Regions from separate parts of the Mus musculus genome. Here region 1 is linked to region 2. Evidence: chromatin contacts called from public Hi-C data. All regions are on one chromosome and are shown on one strand. Each heading gives the region's core, a stretch centred on a gene start, on an enhancer-like site or on the middle of the called end of the contact. The rest is flanking DNA. Distances are from core to core; before and after follow the strand shown. Region 1 overlaps Tmod1 (tropomodulin 1). Region 2 holds the start of Tdrd7 (tudor domain containing 7).

The links. Hi-C and Micro-C count contacts between places; a contact is called where the count stands out from the background.
Region 1: a contact with region 2 is called in a Hi-C map of muscle stem cells, with 2.3 times the contacts expected there. The contact joins the enhancer-like site here to the promoter of Tdrd7 in region 2. A contact is called at or near these places in 9 of 39 promoter capture datasets (the 3T3-L1 cell line, 3T3-L1-derived adipocytes, the HPC-7 cell line and 6 more), 3 of 484 Hi-C or Micro-C datasets (cortical neurons, muscle stem cells and peritoneal macrophages), 3 of 115 datasets of contacts at active chromatin or transcription factors (T-cell acute lymphoblastic leukemia, bone marrow-derived macrophages and pancreatic cancer cells) and 3 of 9 other capture datasets (adipose tissue, liver and macrophages).

The regions. Positions count from the first base shown.
Region 1 is chr4:46,083,844-46,089,888 of GRCm38.p6, reverse strand. All of the region lies in intron 4 of Tmod1 (tropomodulin 1), which reads right to left. Among named protein-coding and RNA genes, the nearest start is that of Gm52729, 9.9 kb to the right of the region's middle. Within about 2 kb of position 1,883, at least 80 of the 459 cell types and tissues checked have an H3K27ac peak or open chromatin away from gene starts, as enhancers often do. A contact at or near this core is called in adipose tissue, bone marrow-derived macrophages, cortical neurons and 4 more, where this site is marked.
Region 2 is chr4:45,969,742-45,975,244 of GRCm38.p6, reverse strand. It overlaps Tdrd7 (tudor domain containing 7), which reads right to left and starts at 2,948. Exons shown (of 17, transcript NM_146142.2): 1 at 2,809-2,948.

The DNA of each region.
Region 1 (6,045 bases), core at 634-3,133, 120 kb before region 2:
ATGTAGTTTACGACCTAGTGGGCGCAAGCAGAGCTGAGCAAGGGCCAATCCAAGCAGAGCTGAGCAAGGGCCAATCGTTAAAGCCCTAATAAGCTCAGGAGGGGGTCAAGTGTCTGAAAGAACATCCTGGAAAAGCACAGCAGGGGGCTTGGGAAGGGAAGGATGATCGATCGATCGATCGTTGGCCAAGTCAAAGGAAGGCAGGAAGAAGGTTGCAGGCGGTGCAGATGGTGGGTGGTGAAGCACAGACGCACACCAGTGGAGTTGGAGGTTGGGAGAGACGGGGAGAGGAACAGGTTGGGTTGGACAGGTGGTGGGACAACAAGGATGACCCCCCCCTCCCAGTAGGACATACGCTGGGCCAGAAAAGACCTTTGGGTCCATGATAATTCCTTAGCATAAATATGCCCTGTTCAATATTTGAGATAAATGATTCCAAACTTGTGGGCCTTTTTCCAGGTCTTGAAATTGAGCCTGGGAGCTTATACCATGCTTGGCAAGGGCTCTAATGCTGAGATATATTCCCAACCCTCTTTTTACATTTTATTTTCAGATAAGATCTCACTCTATTGCCCAGGCTGCCTTTATGTAGCCAAGGCTGCCTTTGAACTTTGATGTTCCTGGCTCAGCCTCCTAAAGAGCTGACATTACAAAGCCTGTTTATTTAAAACTCAAACTCAACTGGATAATCTATATTTTGTTTAACCATCCTATCTCTACAACGTCAAGATTTGATGCAACTCTTTCTCCTCTAGGGAGCCTTCTTAGATTCCTCCCCCTTTCTCTCAGTACCCAGTATTCTTTTTGTTTGTTTGTTTGTTTTTGTTGTTGTTTTTTTCAAGACAGGGTTTCTCTGGATTGCCCTGGCTGTCCTGGAACTCACTCTGTAGACCAGGCTGGCCTCGAATTTAGAAATCCGCCTGCCTCTGCCTCCCGAGTGCCGGGATTAAAGGCGTGCACCACCACGCCCAGCTCCCAGTATTCTTTCTATGCCACAGTGAACCTCAGTACGAAGGTGGTGCCAGGACACCTTTTTTTTTATGCTTTCTCTGCTGGGCTGTGGGCTTCCAGAGGTCAGGGGGGGATATTACTACTCTTCAATCTCCCCTGGACTATAGTAGGCATTTGGTAAATAGTTGGTGATTTGCTTTCTAATTTCCATTTCAGTAGATAAGTTTTTTAGGTAGAGGGATAATAGGACAGGCATTAAAGAAGACATAGGAGTTCAAGTTCTGGTCCTCACTATGTCCTCCTCTGTGCCATCCTCTGTCTGACCTCCTGTGTCCAGCCAGCGTGATTTAAGACCCCAATCACAGCTACATATGCAGACCATCTGGAGGGCTCTAAAACAGTGTCACTGTTACGGACTGAGGGTTACAACTTCTTTGGATTGCTTTTTTCTTCTCTCTTCTCTCCTCCTCTCTCTCTCTCTCTCTCTCTCTCTCTCTCTCTCTCTCTCTCTCTCTCTCTCTCTCTCTCTGTGTGTTGCTATATAGCCCAGGCTGACTTTGAACTCACGATTCTCCTGCCTCAACCTCTCAAGTGTTGGGATTACAGCCATGCCCAACTATGCCTGGTTCCTTGAGGTGATTTTGGTGCCCCAATGGAAACTGAGAACCAGAAGACGAGATGATCTCAAAGTCCCTTCTGCTTCTCTCCCCTAGGAATCTTCTCAGCTAAAATTAGCCTCGCCGGCTCATCACCGTGGAGGGCTGGGGAGAGAGAGAGAGAGAGAGAGAGAGAGAGAGAGAGAGAGAGAGAGAGAGAGAGAGAGAGAGGCAGCTGTTGCCTTTCCAGCTCTCGAGGTTTTAATTTAGGCTTTGTCCCTGTGGGCTGAGGGAGCAGCGGGGGCTGAGTCAGCAGGTGAGTCATAGCTCCTCCTCAAGGCAATCTTCCAGGGAGGTGCTCCTGCCTACCCCACCCCCACAGCAGAGCTCAGGTTTGCCTAGGTTGGGATCATATGAAATATACTACTTTTTTTTTTATGTCTGTTTTTGACTGAGAGCACACACAGAGAGGTCAGGGAATAAATAAATAAGAGTGCAAAATATAGTTGGTGCTTGGGCTCCAGCATCCTGTGAAGGGATTAGACAGAGGCACAGAAGTGTGTGAGGGGACTAGGAGCAAAGAGGCGTGGGTTGTTACTACTTTTTTTGGTGACCTTGTAGAGGTCATTTCCTCTTTGGGATCCCTGGGTTTCGAATCCACAAAACAGTGTGTGCTTGAACGCCTAACTCTCACCTTCCCGAGGGACTTGGCAGTGGCTCAGCGATTCTTACATTTTTAGCCTTCTTCTGAGTTCTAGAATAAGCATTCTGGGGACTGTCAACCACCCTCCCACACCTACCGGGGACATGGTTTGATAGGTGACTCCGCAGAGATGCTCCTAGTATAGAAGGCAAAAAGTACTGTGTCTACTGGACCACCAAGAGCTCTAATGTCTAAAAGAGCCCCTCACCTGGAGAATTCTGGGACTAAGAGCATATTTGGAGAGATGGTTTTTACGTGCTGATAGCGGGCTGAAGAAGGAAGGGCACCACTTGGCAGATCATAGGAAATTTGGGTTCCTGAAAGGAAGGAAAAGTGGGGGCGGGGAGAGCCTGGCTCAAAATCGTCATTACTAGCCTAGTGGCCCTAGGAACACAGCGTGGCTTTCTCTCTGGCTTGTTTTTGTGCCCCCAGGAGCGTTCGATGCAAAGGAAACCCTGATGTCTTCTGTTGCTTCCTTCTTTGTAGGTCTCAGCCGATTGTTAGCACCAAGGAACTTGACTTTTTTTTCTCCTTTCCGCCCCCCCCCCTTTTTTTTTTTTTTGTAGATCTTCCTCAAAACTCGAAAAGGACTATTTTTGAACTCTTAAAAAAGAACATTGAGTTCAGTTTCCTCTCTCTGTCTTGGCAGGGCTCCTTCCGTTTGTGAGTCCACTCAGAATGCAGTGTGATCAGTGTACACACCCTCGGCTTCTCCAGCTGTTGGGGGCTCGCGCCACCCTGGGTGGAGTGGGGGCTGAGAGCTGTGTTCTCACATCCTAGGTACTGGCACTGAAGCTGGCTCTGGCCCGGAACCCGGGAGCTGGCAAACTGTTCCAAGGCGAGGCACATTCCTTGACAGTCTCAGAATCAGAGCATGGGTGCTTAGAGACATGGAAGCCACCAACGACCTGAGGGCAGCCCATTAAGGCCTGGCCCATTGTCTTTGGGAGGTGGGTGCTCCCTGCAAAGGGTGGGAAGGGTGGGTCTCCTTCCCTCATTCCTGTCCTAATGCAAGGGTCTCTAAAACCCAGCTGGGACAAAATCCTTGAGTGAGTCTAGGAGACGTTGCTAATCTCAAGAGTTTGAAGCTGGCTCCCAACGTCCGGTAAGCTAAAGTCATACATAGGCCACAGGTCAAGACCTTTGCATTGCCAGAGTCTGCTCTGCATTGCAGAACTCACATTTCAGAAGTCACATATTTCTGACCTGTCCTACTCTTGGGCCCCTAAAGGCAGAGAATGGAATCCATTAGTCCTAGCAGATGGGTGTTCCATAATGTATATCAACTCAATGAGTTAGTGCGTGGACTGTCAACCATGTACCTCTCTTGTGTGACCTCTTGGTCAGTGCATCGCATGTTCTGTGGCTTCCGACAGGCTCCTGACATCTCCAGGTACTGAGGCTCCTATGTAAGCACCTTCCTGACCTGGATGGAAGCTCTCACTGTGCCGGAATGTCCCACCTGAAGCTTCCTCTCCCCTAACATGCTGTCCCTAGATCACCCTCACTTGTTTGACTTTGTCTTCCATGTCTATTTCCTGTGACCCTATCATTTAATCCAAGCGCCTCTCTTGCCCTCTTCCTGTCCCACTCACAGTGGCACTCTTACTCACTCATTCCATGTCTCACTGGCCTGTGTAGCGCTGCTCCGTGAGGACAGAGTGGTTTCCTCAGCACCTTAATTTTGTTTTCATGAGCACCAAGTCCACAGCTGGGTACACAGTGGGTAGGAAAGCTGGGTAACTGGGACCGTATGTGAGGGACCTAGTGAAGACTTGGTTCGTGGAAACATCTTATGGAGAGAACATGGAGACCAGAGGCAGCCTGCAGACCCCTCACCTCTCTCTCTGGGCTTTAGAGTCTATCTATCCCTTCCTGGGCAAACTGTCGCCTTCTGGTGGGCTGACCACACCAATGCCTCTGTCGATCCAGGACAGCTTGCTTCCAACTGCCTGGTTCTGCTTTTTTACCCAAGGCCAAAAGCCTGGCATCATCTCAGCCCCTTGACTCTCTCCCAGCACTAGGGACAGCTGGTGTCTTGGTGTAAAATGGGGACAATAATAGAATTTACTTCATAGGATTTGTCACGGTCAACAAATCCAGTGCTATGGTAGAGAGCTGCTTACACAGCACCTGGGACACATTTGTCACTTAGCAAATGTTCCACTGCCACCTTGTAATGGCTGAAGCGGAATGATAGGCACTGAAGGACAGTCAGTTAACTCGGGTGGACACACAGCCTCCCGATCCTTCCCCGCCATCGCAGGGGCCTGGGATCTTAGACAGATCCTAACAGTCTGCCAAGAACAACAAGGAAAATGTTTTCAAGAGTGGCTGCAGACGCTCAGCTCAGCTGAGGGCTGCTCTGCTGTGGCTCATGCTGGGGCAGGAGCCTGCTCTGACAGTGGTCATTTACTAATCCCGCATGCCCTAATGAGGATAATGTTGTTATGCAGGGACTCGGAGGAGGCCCCAGATAAATACAGCTCCTGGAGAGTAAATAGAGACTGGCAGGGCAAGGTATCTACTCTCTCAGTTGCACAGATTAACCAGAAGTCAAGGGACATGATGGGGAAGGTAGGTGGTTGAAGTATAACAGGCACACTGAAGGATCTGGTATGGCTCTGTTGGCATCTTCCATGACCCACTGAGCCTTGTGAGGCAAACCTGGCTTCTGAGAGGCATGGCTGGGTTCCTGTTGTGACCAGTTGTCCCTTCACTGCTGCTTAAGAGTGACAACCATTCTCTGGATCCTGCCACCTTTGTCCTTCACAGTTTCTTTCTGTTGAGGAAAGGGCTGTCTGGACTAAGAGGCTACCTGCCTGCTCTGTCTGATCTCTCCTCGGGTCCCTGTGACCTGGCTTTCACTGCCACCACCCACGATCACCCGTCCACAGTTTAAATCACTGCCCAGCAGCGCTGCTCACAGAGGAAAGCCCCTCCTCCCACCTCCATGCCACCGAGAGCCACGCATAGCACCCCGAGAGGCTGGCAGACTGGGTGCAGCTTTGTCTGGCCTGGGCTTCAGCTCTGCGGTCTCGGGCAGCCTGAAACCCTTTCTGCCTTCTTGGCTCTCTTACAGTCAGTCTGCCTGGCTTCTCACAGTCCTTTGTTCCTTTGCCCACATGTGACTGGCTGATGGGCCCCATGCTAGGCCTGCCTCACTCCATTCCTGAACCCAGACTCTGCTTGCCTTGTGTTCTTCCTGAGGCCTGGCCTCTCTGACCATGTCCAGGTGAGACCTCCTATAGAAAGCTAGGCTATCATGCATGGCTACTTCCATCTGGGTGGCCCATGGAAACTCAGATGGTATGGGTCCCAAACGGAAAACAGTATTTCCTCCACTGCCTCCTCCTTTACTGAAGACACAGAACCCACTGGGTCTCTGGGGCCAACCTGCCTTTCTCCCTACAGTATACCACTCCCAGCTCACCTCTGTCATCCCTCCCCTCTCCTATGCCACTGGTCTGCAGTAATTCCCACATACCACCCACTTACTGAGCCAGGGCACAGTGAGGGCAGAGGCAGGTAGGGTGACAGCTACAGCCTGTAGTGAACCTCAGAGAGATTGGGGTGCAGGGTGCGTGGATCAGGGGCTCAGCTGTGGTGGCAGAGAGTCTGCAGTAGTAGACTACACTCGGGCTTGCCTGGGAAGATGGGAAGGAAGATCTCATGAGTGTGGAGAGGACAAATAAGAGGCGTGGGCGTGTCACTCTACAGGCACAGCTGTGTGTGCTCCAAGCCTTATATGAGGTGACTCGGGTAGAATTTGGTGGGAATGTCTAGGAAAGGACT
Region 2 (5,503 bases), core at 1,699-4,198:
AAGAAAGAGTATTATCTTCCTTCCAAGTATTTAGGAAGCAGTTTTTCTTTTTCGTTATTTCATATTATTTATTTTGGCCACTACATAGTATCTCATTAACTAGTTTTATGAATCTACATAGCATGATGATTTGGTCAGGGATCTGGGTCTCAACCCTACCTCTAACTACTGAGCACCCTTGCCTCTTTGAGCAATTCATTTTGGTCTCCTTTTTTATGTGCAGGATAATGAATAAGGGAAGAGCCACTGGTGTAGCTGCACGTCTACTACTATGTGGGTTTCTTTTCCTTCCACCCTTCTCCACCCCTATTCCACCCTCCCAACTCCCCAACAATAGGTAGGAGAGGAAGAAGGCTAGAGGGGAAAGGGGGTGGTGATGTCATTAGACTTCTTGCTGATTGGGGCGTTAATCTTTGCTGTCAGGATATCCAATGTCTTCTTCTGGTCTCTGCACAGGACCACTTGACAAACTGCAACAAAGAGCAACAACAACCACCACCAACCAGTAGTAGCAACCAGCAGCAGGAGGAGAAAGAAGGAGCAGGAAGAGGAGGAGCAGGAGGAGGAGGGGGAGAGGAGGAGTAGCAGGGATGGGAGGAGGAAGAGGAGCAGTAGCCACAGCAGCCGCTGCAACCATGCCTGCCTACCTCCAGGTTCTAACAGTTATATACCCTTTCAAGAGTCCCCAGAATTCCAAATGTCACATGTTTGCAGAAACTATCCACAGCTGGCAAAATCACACCCCTGCTAGAGCATGAGACAACTGAGCTGCTGCTGACAATCTAAAGCAGTCCCCCATGCCACACCTGGGATTAAAACAAAAACATATTCCTATAATATTTCTGTGGATGGGGGGAGGGTGTTGGTTGGGTTTTTTTGTTTGGTTGGGTTTTTTTGTTGTTGTTGTTTTTTTCCCAGAGAAACCAAATTTCTCACTACACACTGATTCTCTGCTTTCTTCTAATCCTTTGAAGAGGTAATGAGCTTCAAAGTTCTCATGGGCATTATAGGTTTGCTTGCTCATGACAAAGCTGCACAGACTGAAATACTACGTCTGACTGGAAATCACACTGGGTTATCTGACTGACACATACTTCAACTAAAAAAACAAAAAAACAAAACAACAACAACAACAAAAAACCCAACTTTTTGTTTGTTTGAAAAGACATCTTTGGCCTCATGGGGGAACTTTGGAAACAATGAAGAACAGAGACGGGATGAAGAGAAGAAACAGCAAGTTTGGCACAAAGAAAAAGCAAATTCATAGAAATAAGAAAGTCAAACTCACTCCAAGCAACGATAAACTCCTGACTCATGAAAGCATCCAGATATTTTCCTCTACATCAAAGCTTAATTTTTGCTATTTATACTTCATCAAACATAAAACAGGCACCCAGAATTGAGTTATAAAGTGCATTTTCTTTACATTTCTATTAAACACCCAACAAATATTAGAAAACTTAAAAAGAGCGATCCTTCTAGGAGCTTTAAACTCCAGATGCAACACAATAGCTCACCCAGCCAGTCTCATGTGGCGCATTTAAAAGGGTATTAGCAGGGATTACATTCCACTTTCAATCCACAGGGACTAAAATCTTAAGGCACTGCCAAGTGCTGCCTCACTGTCTTAGCAAAGAGAAAATCTACCAAAGAGAAGGGCTGAGGAGCTGCGGGCTCTATGGCCAGCACAGTCCTTTGCATGTAACTGAAGCTCGCCTACGTCAGCTGAGTCTACACTATATGCTAACTTATCCTAAAAATTTGCGTGTCCCTGTCATCAAAAACCTTGAAATCCCAACCTGTAAAATATGGGCAGTTTGGGTAAATAGAAAGCCTCTTTAGAAGATTATTATTATGAGCCAAAGACTTATCTTGTCTTGAGAACACTTCAAAGGGTCAGTTAGCTATTCCCATTCGGTTCTTGAGCAGACTTAGAGACCAGAGGTGCAATTGATTCCCGACCTTACATTTAAGCTTTAGAAGCTCAGATTCCAATACATTATCTGCAAAGGCCGCACTGTAGAATGCCACATTTTCATCCACATCATGGAGGTCGGGAAGAGACAGGGATTTAGTTCTAAATTACACTTCTGCCACTAAAGGCGTTTCTAGTTCCAAGAACACTTCTCTGCAAACGTCCACCTGCAGAGCATAGGTGGGCACCACCAACACGAATCGTGGTTTTCTCGGTTAGTTTGTGGTGTTGGTATCAGAATCCTTTGGGGTTGGGCTTTAACATCTATACACACCTCTCTTCCCTGCTCCCCAAGATGACTGGGTAGTGGTAGCCCTGGATATTGACAGAAATGTACCCTCAAGCGGACAGGAGCAGAAAGGCTGTCAGCTCCCACTTGACTTCCAAGACAACTTCTCCGTGAATGCTTGTTTCCTCCCCAGCGCTCACGGTTGACAGGAACGGCTACGTGTAGGTCCTGTGTGATGTGCGCGGCCTGCACCGGCCGGTCTCGAGGGCGGAGGCCGCCGCAGTGTGGCCCGCGGGGCTGGCACAACTGCGCAGAGCTCGGGTACCGCTGCCCAGCACGGGCGGCCGAGGCCGGTTGCTCCTGACCGGGAGCTACTTCCTGCTCAGAGCTGCGCGCCTCCCACGCCCCCCTCTGCAGCTCCTGCTGCACCGCGACCGGCTGGGTGGACGTCCCGGGGCGTCACGCACGACGCTCTGGAACCCCGCCACGGCGGGGACCAGGCCCGGGCCTGAGGCGCCGCGCCCAGCCGCTGTCCTGCCCGTGCCCTGCCGTCCCGCAGCCCGCCCCGCGTCGCCCGCACCTGTCGCGCCCCGACCGAGCTCACCTCGTCCCGGGGACCCGCGGCCCAAGCCCGCGCCTCTGGGCCCGGCTCCCTCCGCTCCCTCCGCCAGGGCGGCCGCCGCCCACTTTCGGTTTCCCCGCACGGCCTGAGCCGTGGCTTGGGAATCACCTAAAGCCCCGCCCTCTGGGCCACGCCCCGTCGCACCACGCCCCGCCCCTTCGCCGGCCGGCTTAGCTCTGCGCAGACGCAGGCGCTCCGGCCACGGCTGCCCACTTCGAGGTCCGCGTGTGAGAAGGGAAACCGACGCCGCCTAGCGGTTTCTGCGCGTGCGCACGCCGTCCTGACGCTCGGGGTGTGGATTTATTTCTCTTTCCACAAAGTTCGTTCTCTTCAGCATCTCAATACTTCTTTTCATCTTCTAGACAGTCTGTCTTTAGCTGTCTTCTAGGTCACTCTTTGGAGGAGGGGGACTATATTAAAATGCTTTGCCACATACCCTTCACGCGTGTGTAACAACGCTGCTTTCATCCACTGCTCTAAAACTAAAGCTGTTTGAGGGCAGAGATCCTAGAACACTGCCCAGTATATAATAAGCATAAAATAAATACTTATCAAATTCTTTAATTCATTCAAAACACGTTGAATAGCTGCTATTTATTCACTCCACGGTAATTCCACTAACATTTATTTAATGCTGGATTGCTTTAACCCGTTGTGAAAACTTGGCATCATTCTGTATATTTTTGCTGAAAGCCTGCTGCTGCTTACTCAATCAGCAATTTTTTTTAACAGTTTGAGGTACACTTGCCATACTATAAGCTGCACGATTCAAATGTACACTTTCATGTGTTTGGTATGCATACAACAGAGAAACAATCACAGATAGTAACATGAGGAACATAGCCACACCCTCAAAGTTCTCTCTCTTTCTATAATGTTTGCCTCATTCCCTACCGTTTAGTCCTGTAAGTGCCCACTTACTTACTATAGAGCTCTTGCTTTTTCTGGAGTTTTATATAAATATAATTATTTCATATGTATTGTCATTAAGGGGGAGGATCTGGCTTTCTTCACTCATCAGAATTCTATTGAGACTCTTCTGTGTCGTTGCATACACTAGTACTTTATAACCTTGGCTCCCTGAGTTTCCACTCCCTGGTATTGACCCAAGAGAAAGGAAAGGGCTTATTCATCACAGACCCGTACAAGGATGTTTAAATCAGCCTTGCTTGCAATACTTAAAGACACAGAGATAGCATAAACATCCTTCAGTGGGTGAGCAGACAATTAACTGTTACAGACTCAATACCTGCTGACAAATAGCAACAGTGTATAGGGCCTATAAACCTTGTGCTTAAGGAACTTTGCATTCATTGGGAAGCTGCAGTAGGCGATGAATAGACTGGAAGGAGATCGTGAAAAGCCGGATATCCTGTGCTCAGTAGGTTCTGTCTTAAGGCTTTGACCAGGGGTGTTCTTTGAACACTGTTCTCTTTCATAATCTCACATCTGGTCCCTGCCTAAAGCTGCCGAAGTGTCTCTGAAACAGAATTCTCTACATTGCCTTGATTCTATTTCAGTCTGTTTCAGATGTCTTTCTCCCTGCCCTGTCCGCTAAACTAAACATGACAGTGGCTTCCAGAGACCTAGAATAAAGCCAGCTCTTTATTTGGACTCTGTAATAATACTCTGACATGCCCTGGCTCCACATTCTGATGGAGGGAAGGGTAAAAACAGCATCAGTGAACTGAGAGGATGGCTGTGGGGATAGGGAATTAGGCAATACTGAATTCTGTATATAAAATAAATCATGAAACAATGTGCATGAACCCTAAGTCTGAGGTCCTTTATGCTTATAGATATGTCCCCCCCTTTGCTGTATCCGATATACAAAGAAAAGTCATGTGCTGCAGCTAGTTTTCCATAACCAGCTTTATTTACGAATAGTTGCCACAAGCAAATATTTTTAAGTACGGCAGTCTGATGAGTTTTAACAAATGTATCCAGTTGCGCAACAACCATCACAATCAAGATGCATAACTAGTTTTATTTGTAGAAGTTCCCTGAGCCTTCTACCTAGCCCTGTTCCCTCCCTCTTCCCACCACTCCTGGCAGCTGGGTGAGAGTTCAGTCCCCTCAGCTTTGTTTTCTCAGGAGCACCATATGTAGGGAACCGCAGGATGTGCAGCCTTTGTGCCTGGGTTTTCACTTAGTGTAATGCGTTCGTGACTCATTCCTGTTGAGCTTATCAATAGTTACTTCCTGTTGATGGCTGTCACTGTATGGCTATGCACAACTAGTTTATTCCTCGAATTTAGTGTGCATTTTTGTTGTTTCTAGTCTGGGGGGGGGGGCCTGTTCTGGTCCAAGCACCTATAAATAACCATTGTGTAGTCAAATGGTTTTCTCACATACATACCAGGGAATAGAATTAATGTCAGGATGTAGGAGAAATGTATTGTTGATTGTATATATTTATGGATATGAGTATATGCTTATGTGTATTTAACCATAGATAATGTATAATTATATGCATAATTACATGTGAATGTCAAAGTGCAATCTTAAGTGGCCACATCTCTTTGTACTCCCATTTTTATCCACGACTCCGCCCCCTGTAAAGCATGAGTCCACTCATTCTCAGTACTCAGCATCACCAGGCTTTTAAAATGGAGCTTGACCCTGTAAGGGTGGAACATTGCCGCTGCGGCACTGAGGGACCGGTCTCATATTGAGG